2 separate regions of the Mus musculus genome follow, and region 1 is linked to region 2. Evidence: chromatin contacts called from public Hi-C data. All regions are on one chromosome and are shown on one strand. The core of a region is the stretch at or near the end of the contact, and the rest is flanking DNA. Distances in the headings are between cores, read along the strand shown.

What was found. Hi-C and Micro-C count contacts between places; a contact is called where the count stands out from the background.
Region 1: a Hi-C map of adipose-derived mesenchymal stem cells shows a contact between it and region 2, with 2.4 times the contacts expected there. The contact joins the promoter of Galnt13 here to the enhancer-like site in region 2. A contact is called at or near these places in 2 of 484 Hi-C or Micro-C datasets (adipose-derived mesenchymal stem cells and embryonic fibroblasts) and 2 of 9 other capture datasets (adipose tissue and pancreatic islet).

Annotation. Positions count from the first base shown.
Region 1 is chr2:54,435,104-54,441,619 of GRCm38.p6, forward strand. It overlaps Galnt13 (polypeptide N-acetylgalactosaminyltransferase 13), which reads left to right and starts at 1,284. Exons shown (of 13, transcript NM_173030.2): 1 at 1,284-1,626.
Region 2 is chr2:54,280,195-54,286,430 of GRCm38.p6, forward strand. It overlaps the pseudogene Gm14035. Among named protein-coding and RNA genes, the nearest start is that of Galnt13, 150 kb to the right of the region's middle. Within about 2 kb of position 1,982, at least 20 of the 459 cell types and tissues checked have an H3K27ac peak or open chromatin away from gene starts, as enhancers often do. A contact at or near this core is called in adipose-derived mesenchymal stem cells and embryonic fibroblasts, where this site is marked.

The DNA.
Region 1 (6,516 bases), core at 34-2,533, 150 kb after region 2:
CCCAGCTTCTCTAACAGCTGGAATTGCAAGTTGATGCTCTATATTTATAGTAGCAGGATATGACAGTGTGGAAGGAACATTTAATGTGATTATACTAATTTAGATCGATAATTAATTCATAAAAAGATGCAAAGCTAAATCTCTAGAAATTGCTACTCCCGAGTATAATCAAGAACATCATTGACACATTACATTATAATTAATAGTTTCATATGTTTGCACAATATAGCTCTTAATATTTTTGAAGTAGCTGTCATATTGTCCCCTATTGCGCCAAATAAGTCACGCCTCATAAGAGTACTGTAAGAAGAACTTGTCTTTTTACAAATAAGATGTAAAAAAATGAACAAAATCAAGGACCAAATGGGCGAATGAGCAACTAAGCAGATTCTTGACCTCAGCACCCCCAGGTTTCCTGAATTACCCCACGCCGCAGTGAGGGAGGGGTATATTCCCACGGAGTCTTCCAGATCCCACTGCCTGAATATTGGAGCTGTGCCTTGTGCGAGACACTCTTCTAAAATGCTACATATATTGTAACCGTGTTTAGAACGGCAGATCTTCTGTTACCTTATACTTACACATTAATTTGGCTATGTACACCTTTGAAGGAGAGATTCAAAGCCCCCCTTTTTTTCCTTACCCCCACCCCGAAGATTACACCAGAGCGCTCTCTCTGAGATAGGGTTCAATTACAGGTCTCGGGGGGGGGGGGGCGGGAGGCATTGAGTCCCAGGATCTTGTTAGGGAATCTAAACCTTAAAGGAGAAGACACCAAAGTCTGTCTATCTCTTCTGCTTCAGAGCCTAAGCCCCAAGTCACTGGCTGCATCTCTCTACCAAAGAACTGACCGGCAGGGTGCGGTTTCTGGAACTTTCCCCGAGGGCAGTCCCCAGGTCCTTGGTTCTCTTCTCCGATACTCGCTAGCGCAGGGGCGAGCACTGGGTATCGCAACTGGGCTTTGTGCCGGGGCAGTGGGGGTGGGGGTCAGGGCTGGCGGCGATGTCCACACACTCTCCGGGCTAGGAGGCGACCCCACAGTTGCTTTTGGGGGCCGTGCCTGCCAAGTATCGCGGGACTTGTGCGCCTCGCAGGAGCCGCGGCTCCGGGAGCAGCTGGAGCGCGCTCGGGTGCGCAGCGCCCCAGCCCGGGGAGGAGCGGGAGCCGGGCGGGAGGAGGACCGGGGTGCTGGTTACGTAAATGATCCTAGCCCAGTGACAGGCCTCCGGGCTGGGGCTGCGGGAGGGGGAGGGCCCGGCAGAGGGGGCGGGGGCCAAGTGACCAGGCGGTGGCGGCTCTGCCGAGGTGACAATGTGCTAGGAGCCCCGCTCCGTGTCTCCTGCGCCTCCTTGGCCTGGGCGCCTCCTGGCAGCGCTCTCGGAGCCTCGCGGCCGCTTGCCGCGCTATGAGGGAGCATCTCCGGGGCTGGCCGAGGCCCGGGCCGCCTCGCTCTGCTCGCCGAGAAGTGTGAAGAGAGGCGCGGGCGGGAGCCGGGGCTGCGCGCGGCGGCGGCTCCAGGTGAGCGCGGCTCTCGGCGCAGCCGGCCACTGGTCGGGCTGGATCCAGGCAGCATCCCGTGCGCGGACCGCCGAGCTCTCTCCGCGGGATCGACAGCCACCGTAGCAGGTCTCAGTCTTTCTTCTCTCTCTTCTCTTCTTGGTGACGGTTTGGGACGGACCCCTTTCGGACCGCAGGAGAGTCCGGCTGGGCGCCGCAAAGTCCCGCCGGTGAGTGGCAGGGCGCAGAAGCCCAGCAGGGTAGGGGCACGGGTGCCGGTGGATCTGGAGAGTCTGTCTCTGGGGACCCGGGAGCTCGGCAGCCCGAGGCTGCAGGCGCGGCGGAAGGATGGAGAGGCGCAGAACTTTCTGCAGCCGCCCGCCCGCCCGCCCGCCCTCCTCTAGGCTTTTCCCGCTACCCTCTGAGCTGGGATGCGCAGGTCCCTATCCACGCCCTGGGGGCGCTCTCCGGTGCCTTAAGTGCCTTAGCGTCCCTTCCTAGGCAACTTTCTGTATCAGCAGCGGGCACCCCTGTGTGCGATGCTGATGCTGCGGGTGCTACTACTCTTGACACCGGGCATGCTCTGGTTCTTGGATATTTTCCTCGACAGCTTGCTCTTTCTGTTAGTGCCCCAGCCGCCCAGAGTCACATTCTCCTCTTGTATGCCTCTGTCACTGACTCAGTTTGTAGGTCTGATTTTCTTTCAGGCTTTTGGTTCCAGTGCATATGCACCATCCTTGCGTCTGTTTCTCTTTCATTCTATTTGCTCCGGTCTTTCTTGAGCTGTCATAGAATCGCTGATGTACTGTTTCTTTCGTTTGTCTCTCGTGCAGTGTTTCTCTCTTTCTGTGTTTAAGCCCCTCGTTGCCTGTCTCTTCCCCTGCTCCCAGTTTGCTAATCCATAGATGCTCTTGTTCTGGGAACTCCCAGATGCACAGACCTCCTTATTTTGCGCCTTTGGGCAGGCGGGAGCGAAGCAGCTTTCCTGCATCTGGGCTGCCTTGGAGCTGAATGAGAGGTTCAGGGGCTGGAACGGAGGGTGTCGCTCCAGCCTTCCCACCCAAGGTCCAAGGGCACGGCGCCATGGGAACCCAGTCCGCGGAGGCTTCTGGACTGACCAGCAAAAGCAGTGTGAGAGAGTGAGAGCCCCTCACCTGCCCTGTGCCTTGGACTGTGGTTAGCTGAATTTCCAGGTGGAGAGTCTTCATTTGCAGCTTTCCAGATAGCTAGGGGAGACTATTCCATGGATGGGCAAATAGAATCTTAGGGATTAAGGCCAGGCAAATGTCAAAAGGTGGATGCTTGCATGAGGTAAATGCATTGCTAATGAGAAAGGAGCTCTGCCTCAACCATTTCACACTCAGCCTTTAGGAGAGCAGTGTCCCCTGGAGATACACCAGCCTCTCTCACCAGAGTAGCTTACAGGTTTATTTGCAGGATTAAGGGTACTTGACCACCCCTATGGCATTTTTTGTGGCCTTGGGGGGGGGGTCCCCAGCTTTTGGCAAAATTTGTTGCTCAAAATTAATCAGCCTCTCTCTCTCTCTCTCTCTCTCTCTCTCTCTCTCTCACGCACGCACACACACACACACGCACACACACGCACACACTGCTTATGTTGTTGTTGTTGTTCATGCCCTCTAGTGTTAAAGAAACCTGCTGGTCTGAGAATTTTGAAAAGTAAGCTCACACTACTGGTCTTCACTTTTGGGCTTCTCTCCTCCAAGGGTCTCGCTTCCTTTGTCATACACATTCTTTCCTTTTCCTCATTGACTTTTGCGACTGCACTCCTAATCTATTCTTTCTTGATCTGCAGTCTTCCTCTGCTGCAGAATTAGATTGGTAATATTGAAACCCTCTCCCTTTGACTTCAGAGATAGATGGATCTGGAGAATGTCCATTGCCCAAGGCAGGTTTTGAAGGTTTAAGAAAGGTGCATTTTTTTTCCACGTTCGTCACAAACCAGGATTTCTCAACTCCTTTTTTTATTCCCTTGATTACCTTCAACTCCATTGAGAATTTGGATGGCTGCTCTTGCATGATTAAACAAAGGCTTTAAATTATTTTCTTTGTTGCCCATCCTATTTCAGGATGTAAGGTACATGTGAATAAGGGGCACTTTGTATCAGACCAGGCTTACAGGAAAAAAAAAAAAAAAAAAAAAAAAGAAGGGGCTGCAGTGTGTTGCCAGTATAGATTAGTTCTGAAACAGAAAGTCATGAGTGGAACCAGTGCTCTCTGACATGTAGGCATTGGAAGTGTGAGGAAGCAAGCATTTAATGAAAACCTGTTGGTTAATGGATTAGAGTGCAGGTCATGTCAAGATTCTAAACAGCTCAACTATGCTAATGAACCTTCTTCCTAGAATCAAATTTACCTCTACCACTCTGCTCCTGTTTCTGTTCGTCTTCTGTAAGGGAGAGTTGAGAATTAGGAGGGTGGATGTGGGGGCAGAATTCTCTGCTTCTTTTTCACAGTCCCAATGAGCACTTTTACCTCTCTCTGCAACAATTTAACTTAGCAGATACTGTTGGGAACTTAGAGACTCTGATGTGTGTCAAATTCAACCCTCCTATCTGAAAGTAAAATAGGATGTGACTTCATTTTGGGGGAATATGTTCACTTTGTTCTTTAAAGATGAACACTCATTTTTATGTAAATAACAGATGTATCAGCTTAAAAATATTTGGGGACTATAAATTAATCAGAATGCTGAATCACTTACCCTAAATAGTTTATAGATCCCTTACGGCTTCAAGGTGCCTATGAGAAGTGAGATGATACACACACATGAGGATCTGCCAGGCAGACTGGAATGGCGAGCTGTTCCAATCTTCTTTTGATGCCTTGCTAGTCATCACTTCCAACACTTTATCATGGATTTGTGCAGGAGCATGTTAAAGCAATTAAGTCTTCTAATATCACTTGTAAATTACTTGATACTATCATTTTTACCTTAATTTTGTATCTAAAAATAACAAGGGTAATGAAAATGGAAATTCTGACACTGGTTGAGAAGCCTTATAATTTCTTATTGATCTATGCATTTAACGGTTAAACTTAATGCGAATTCATGTCAGGTCAAGCAATGTTATCAGAATGAAATGCATTTAATCTTGCCACCCTGAATTTTACAAGTGATGGTCTCAGCAGGAACATTTCTATTCAGCATTCTTTTGTGATGTGACTTATTTGGTACTGTGAGCTTATGCTGTGGGAATTGTGGGAAGAAGGTAAAAAGCAACATTTATACTTTTAGTTTTTTTTTCCTTCTTCTTCTTTTTCTTTAAATTGGGCAAAGACAGATAGTACTAAAAGAAACAAATTGAGACCCCAACTGTATTAGAATGAAATCTCAGCATGTAAAGTAAGGGAAACCACTGTTTTTAATAAATTGTCACTATATTCACAGTTATAGACAGTTCCCAGAGCCCTGTCCTTTGATGCTTTGCCTGGGAAGGTATAGTGCTCTAAGTTACACCTGTGATAGTAACACAATATTGACTGTGATATTCAATGTATCATTACCTCTTGGGGTCCTGTGTCTATCAGTGGGAAAATGCAGATATCTTAAATCTAATGGGATCTGGCAGGATCACTGATTCTGAGTGAGTGTGTGTGTGGCAACTTATCAAGGAATTTCAGCTGGGTTTTATAGAACACCACGACACACGAAATTCATAAATATACGTGCTCAGTTGATTAGATAATGTCTTTGATGACCTTTTTAAAAGCAGCACATTTTTCCTAATCAGAATCACATACATATCCCCTCCACACCACGAAGTATATGCTTAGACTGTAAAGTACAGTTACAGTTATGCCATTGTATGACTTGATAAACTTGTTTTGATAAATTAGATTTCTATTTATAGCTCTTATCTTAAGGTACAGTGTTTGATTAAAGTCTTGTCATCCAGGTTTCTAAAGAGTCTAGTTTTCCGTTGTGAAATTGAATTCAGATCATCTTGGGAAATGGGTATTTATATTAATTTAGTAATAGCTGGATAGACATTCGCAACAGATCCCTTAGAGCTAGGGTTGCACGTGGTTGTGAGAAGCCTGGCTTGGATGCTGGGGACTGAACTTGAGTCTCCCGCAACGTCAGTAAGTGCTCCTAACCTCTGAATCACCTCTAGACTTTCAGACCACCTTTATTTTTTAAAGAAGTGATTGAGTCAATGGGTGGGAGCTGTCCAAGGTATAGGCTATCAGGATTTTAACATGCTAGAAAATTAACTGGGAGTGTTTCAGTTAAACTGCAATGTATTGTCACTAAATCTTATTTACACTCATGTAGAACATTCAAGGAAAATTGTGATTAACCTGATCATCAGCATGTTCTGAGTATAGTATGAGTGACGAGCAGACACAATAAACAAAATTTAAATCCAATCCTACAAATCAAAAACATCTAGATGATATCACAGACAGTTGTAAATGTCAGCTTAGCCTCTTGCCTTATATTAATTGCTTTGATTTTTATAAGCCATACATCTCTTTTTTGCTATTAATAAAATGGGTTTTAAACATAAGAGGATGATTATGTAGCTTCTTGTAGATCTGAAGCATAATGACTGATTTAATTCCCTCTTAATGGCTTATTATATAATTAGTTTCATATAAAGAGGATGAGATTTATATGACTATCAAGAACAGAACCCTAGGTTGGAAGAAAGAAAATGAAAACCTCATGAACTATATTCATTCCATCTTACCAAAGGGGGGGGGTTAAAAGTGGTAAATTGAATTATAACTGGTGTCATAACAGAAAATTATTGCATACATAGTTTGTATACAGAATATGGTAAGTAAATACCTGATGGGGTTTTAGAATATTGCATCAATATAACAGCCATATAAGAATGGACTGACTAGAAATTTCATGACACCTGTATTTCCTGTCTCAAACTGGTATTTTCATTAAGAAAAATATAGTATCAACTCCATGTGATCTTTTCTTTTGCACAATAAGAATGATTTAAAATGTCTGCGTATATTATAATTAATTTACAGTGG
Region 2 (6,236 bases), core at 732-3,231:
ACAACTGACAAAATTCTCGACTCTAGAAGTCATTGAGAGTTCTACTCTTGTGGCTCTACCACGGGCACCACACACAGCTTGTTTTATATGGTCAGGCCACATTCATTTCATTTCTGCTTATTTTCTTGAAGGATGTCTCACAGACTTGGCAAATCTAATATCCTGGTGTCTCCCCTGCAATGGCATTTTCAATGGCCTTTCCTGCTTTCTTGTGTTTCATACCACAGTTTGTATTCATAACCCCTTCAGACCTGGGTTCTCCATTGCAACTGAGCTGCACCGTCACCACTAGCGTCTCCTATCTCCTGCCAGTGCCTATCTTTAGCTCTTCTTTGTGAACTCTTCATGCCTTCAAAATCAATATAATGTGCTTAGCTCAGCTATCAGTTACATATTCAGCCTTGGGCTCCTCCATGCTATAGTTCCTGTGCACTGACCCTGAGGAAATACTTCCCAGAAGATTTCACATCAATAAAACTTGTTTGTATTTGTTACAGCTGATTTTTTAGCTACAGCTAACAAGCATGGTTTGTCCTACTAAAACAAAGGTTCCGCCCCCCCCCCCCCCCATCTTATCTGAGCTGCCACCAGAGGGTGCAGCCCAATTCGTGGTGGTTCTTTTTCTCATTCAAATAATCTGATCAAGCAAATTCTTCACCAGAGTTTGCAAAGACTTTTGACTTATGTTATTGCACATGCTGTCAAGTCAACAGCAACAATGAACCATCACAAGCCCATGACTTATCAAGCTGGCACTTAGACACATCACCTTATATCATGCTTAACTTCCAAATGAGAAGAAGAAAATGTGCATAAGTCTGTTTAACATAACATAGCTATCTCACATACAATCACAAACAGCACTTATATTTTATAGTACATAGCTCATTCCCTTGAGGAATATTTAGCCTTCTATTATCTCATAAGTTAATTAGGATAACACCAATTTATGTTTTACCAGTGATATCATCTCAGTCAATATAGGAAAGCTCAGATTTTAGTTTAATACTTGTATATGTATGGAGAATCATGTTAATAAAAAAATAGGACAGAAATACTTTTTTCAAATAAATAATTATTTCTACAAGTGGCATTGTATTCTTAGCTGGCACTTATGAATACATTTCTATACTTTCCATTTTGTATTTCCTCCACCTTTACCAACCACTTTAGCAGGTATTGGTTCTTTTACTAGAAGGGTGAGCTATACTTTCATTCCTGAAATGTCTGTGCTCTTTGTTATTCTGCCTCAGTTAAGAGTTGTTTCCTTTTCCCTTTTATCAATCACAAAGGTATGAAAATATCAAGAGATGTTCTAAAGTGGCTCCTGCATTCCAGATATAATCTTCTCTATTGCTTTTCCATGTAGAGAAGCAGTCCAATTTCCTTCTAAGAGTCTAGATCAATTACCCCTCTTAACACTGTTATTCCTTTATAACATATTGACTTAATGACATCAGAAGCCAGAAGTTGCCAGAGGGGAGTCTTAGCTTCCAGGACAATAGATTGTTCTGTACCTTAACCAAAAGACTTTTTTTTTCTGGATTCACATCATATGGGCCAGGAAAACATGTGGTCAGAAAGATAAGAAGCAAAACATTTTATGTTGGACATCTAGGGCTAATAGTAAGTGAAATCATGCCCATATCTATACTTTAAACTCTGGGACTTTGAGCCCTGCATAGATGAAACAGAACCCATGTACAGCATTCTGAGGAAAACTCTTCTTCAGGCCTCCATACCCCTAGGGAATAGTGCCACCTATTTGGTCTGTATCTGTGTCATTAATAAGCCACCCCACTGTTTTCTCAAGCAAGCTCAGAGTAGTGGGAAATGTACTAAAATCAGTTAATTTTATGATCATGGCTTCACTGATGCACTTCTTTGGCTGTGAAGTAAATTCCTTGGTTTGAAATAGTGCTGTATGCAGCTCTGTGATGGTGACTAAAGAATTTTGAAAGCCTGTGGTTGGTTATTTCGACAGAAACATTCCATGGAAGAAAGTCAAGCCTGAAAGCAGAGTAAGTATCCATTCCAGTAAGGGCATCACAATGCTGTTTTTACAATATAAATGGCTGAGTGCATACAACCTACAGCTAGGCTGTTGACTGGTTACCACAGAAGATAGTTCTATTTTGGCAACTGAGTGGGGTTGTCATTTCTGGGCAGTCCCTTCTCTAAGCAGAAGTTGTATCAGGTCAGGCTTGGTGAAAGAAAGTCCATTTTGTAAAGATAGAGTCTCTAAATATGCCAGCATGACCATTTTGTTCTTAGGTCCATTTAGCAACAACAAGAATGGCCTGAGAAAGAGACTGACTACCCATTAAGTCTATGAATGAGGATGGATAGGCAGGGGAATGGGAAAGGGCATTGGTTAGGGGAGGATTAAGGCAAAATAATATAGGAAAATGTCAAGGAAATCTGTTTGCATTTTAAGTAAAATAAAGCAATTAAAATTTACCACAAGAAATTAACTATTGAGGTTGCTTGGAGTTAAGAAACGCTCTGGAATCAAAAGGAGGGACCTTAGATGAAGTGCCCAACAGTGAGGAGAGGGGATTCGTAGAGTCTACCATCAGTAGACAGGGCACCAAGTGGAGCGAAAGGGTTGCCATCCCACAGTTAAAAACTCTGACCCAGAATTGTTCCTGTCTAAAAGTACTGCAGGGAAAAAATGGAGAAGAGACTGAGGGAAAAGAGGTTCAGTGACTGGCCCAAATTGGGATCCATCCCAAGAGAAGGCTTCAAGGTCTGACACTATTACTGACATTATTGGGTGCTTACAGACAGGAGCCTAGCATGGCTGCCCTCTGAGAGGCCCAACAAGCAGCTTACTGAGACACAGGCCAGACCCCTGTGGTTGAATTAGGGAAGTCTTGGAAGAAGCTGAAGAGGAAGGTGACCCCATAGGAAGACCAGCATTCTCAACTATTCAGGACCCCTGAGATCTCTCAGACATTTGGCCTCTAACCAGGGAGCATACATATCTCTGACACATATACAGCAGAGAACTACCTGGTCTGGCCTCAATGGGAGAAGATGTGCCTAATGCTGGAGAGACTTGAGGCCCCAGGGCTTAGGAAGACCTGGCAGGGGATCAAAGTAGGGGCCAGGGGACATCCTCTTGGAGACAGGAGGAGGAATAGGATGAGGAACTGTTGGAGGGTGGACTGGGAGGAGGATAATGACTGGGTTGTAAAAAAATAGAAGTAATAAAAAAATTAAAAGCTTCCTCATTTCCAAAAATAGAGTAACAGAGTAAAGGGTCAATCTATGAGATGGGAGAAAATATTTGCCAGTGATTGATCTGATAGAATAGTAACATCTAGAATAAATAAAGAACCTAAATTATTAAATAAATTATTAAATTATTAAATAATCAGCAGTCCAGTCAATATATTCATAAAGTAACGGAAGCAATACTACTTTTCAAAATAGTGATAAAAATGGCAATTAAATCTATGATAAAATTTTAAACATCGTTTAAAGAAAAATTACATTGAGATCTATTATAGGAGCCCAGTCAGAATATGTATCAAGGAAAAAAAATCAAATTCTGAGAGAAATGTAGAGAAAACTTACTTATATACCTCAGGGAGGTGTCTGTCAATGGAAAAAATAAAGAGTACCATAGCAATAAAGAAGAACGAAACTGAACTGTTTCCATGAAAATGGATAGTGTTGGAAGGTATAAAGTTAAGCACAATGAGCCATACTTATAAAGACTAGTATAGACTGTTGCGACCTGACAGGTCTCAGACTGTAGGAGGCTGCAGCTCTTAGCTTTTAGTAGATCGGGCAGGATGCTCACAGTGCAGGGCCAGATGATTCATGCATAAGCCATGTGGAGAACCAAAGGGAAGCCAACACATGCTACAGTCATTTACCAGCCAAGCCATCTTAGTGTTTGGCCTCACAAACTACTTACTTTCCCAAATAAGCATAAGAAGAAAAAAGACCAAAAGCCATTACAAGAAGATGTAGCTGAAATTCAACATGCTGAAGAATTTCTTATTAAACCAGAATTCAAAGTGGCTTAATTGGACCCTTCTCAATGGCCCTTATTACTAAAGAATTTTGATAAGTTAATGTAAGGACAATGCATTACACACTTATTCCTTGTGGCTCAAATCCTCTAAAGAGGGAAAGCCACAGGTTTCTTTAATCTTGACAAGCCCTCTAACCCCTCCTTCCATGATGTAGTAGCCTGGATCCGATGAATTCTTTGGGTAAAGAGGACGACAGGCCACAGTGGCACACTGAATCCCAAAGTGACTGGTTGTTTAATTGTGTGCACTGAACAAGCCATTCACTTGGTGAAATCACAACAGTGTACAGGCAAAGAATATGTTGGAATTGTCCTGCTATTGAAGTGGATACTCAGCTTTCTCAGGCCCTAGACTGACAGGTGCCCTGTTACAATAACCCCACTTACTGCTGCTATAAAGAGACAGCTATCTATGAGATCAAAATGGTGGAATATGAACCTGAAAGAAGATTTGGAATCTTTTGGGTGCTCTGTAAAGCTGGCACCTACATTCAAATGCTATGTTTATACCTTGTCTTGTTACTGGAAATCAATGGTCAGATACAGGAACTTTGGAGAGTGTGTTCTGGAGTCCTGAGTGAAAAGGACCACATGGTGACAATGTGTGATGTACTTGATACTCAGTGGCTGTATGATAACCAACAGGAACAGAATTACTTTCAGGGAGTATTGTGTACCCATTGGAAAAGCCATTGATATCTCATAAATGTTTGGTTATGAAATACAGTGCAGTGAATGCAATCTGCTATGGGACCAAGATCATGCATCCTTGTGTTTTTCAAGATGAGTTCATGGCATTGAGGTCAACCAGAAGGTTGTGGTCACTACCACTTAGGGGAAGGTATCTGCAGGGCTACTATATTGATGACTACAGTAGTGATTTCTACCTGTGATCATGGTATAGTAGCTAGGATTAAAAAGGGGTGATTATGGAAAGAGATCCTTATCTTCACAAGTGGAGTTTAGGTCCAAAGACAACTCAGAGGATGGTGATCAAGCAGGCCTTCCTGGACAAGCATGGCAAACCCACAGACAATATCCTTGTCACCTGGAAGCAGGAGTGCATTGACTATTGTAATTCTGGCAAGAAAGCACTGGTTACTGAAGTGGTACAAGCCCCTCAGCAGCTGAAGCAGTAAAATCCATATAAAGGAAGCAGGATAGTGAGAGTGGAAGTGATAAGACCCCAGCAGGACTTTCCCAGTTGAAAAACAGAAGAATAAGGAGGATTAAAATGCCCAAAACTCTGTTAGAACGTGGGAGCAAGGCTGGAGATGGGGGCAGTGACACACTACCAAAAAGAAAAAGTAGAAGAAACTAAAAGTGCTGGAAGAGATGTCTGAATAGTAAAAGCCACTTCTTGAAGTATTATATCCAGCTGAGAGGAGAAATGAAAGCCTTATTGAAAAAACTTACTTTTTGTTGAGGGAGTAGAACAGTGGTCTTAAACATAGTAGAAAGTTCTGATAAACTTTATCTACCACTTGTGGCCTCAGTGGTTAGCTGGTGTGGCTATCTCATCCTGTCCTGTCCTGTTTCAAGAGTATGAGAGATAACAATCAGTTTGTTTGTTTGTTTGTTTGTTTGTTTGTTTTTGTCACCAACTTTTCTGCTTGCTTAAGGAACCTTTAGACATGGCACTGCCTAGTAACTGTCTTCAGCTGTTTACTAATGACCATTTTAAACAATGCCAAGGAAAGTCCTATCCTAATTAGCTTTGAAAAAATATTTATAAAAGTTAAATCTGCTAAATAAAATGGTATAGAACCTTCTGTGAGTAAAAATGAATGTAATTGAATTATGTTCACTAGGAAAGTCTTATCTCCATTTTCTCATGAGAAGTGCTCTATTTTGGTATCCAGTATGGACCTTGCTGGCCTGGTGGTGTCCATGAGTTTAGGCTAGTATTCTGTGCATTGTTGTATACAACAGGCTTTACCCAAATCCACCCATCTACTTATGTTTGTTGTGGAAACTAAAGCATTTCTATACTTTCCTGTTTTAATTTTTGTTTTCTTTTAAAGGATGGAAATGTTCATTGCTGGGAGAATGCAATTTGTAGCTTTTAAAAATATTCCTGTTAGATTTACTTATTGATAAGAGTCTTGGACTGACAGAGCAACATTGAGGATATTTTTATTAAAAACCTGGGGATCATGTCTCAACAAATCATATATATTTGCTTCCA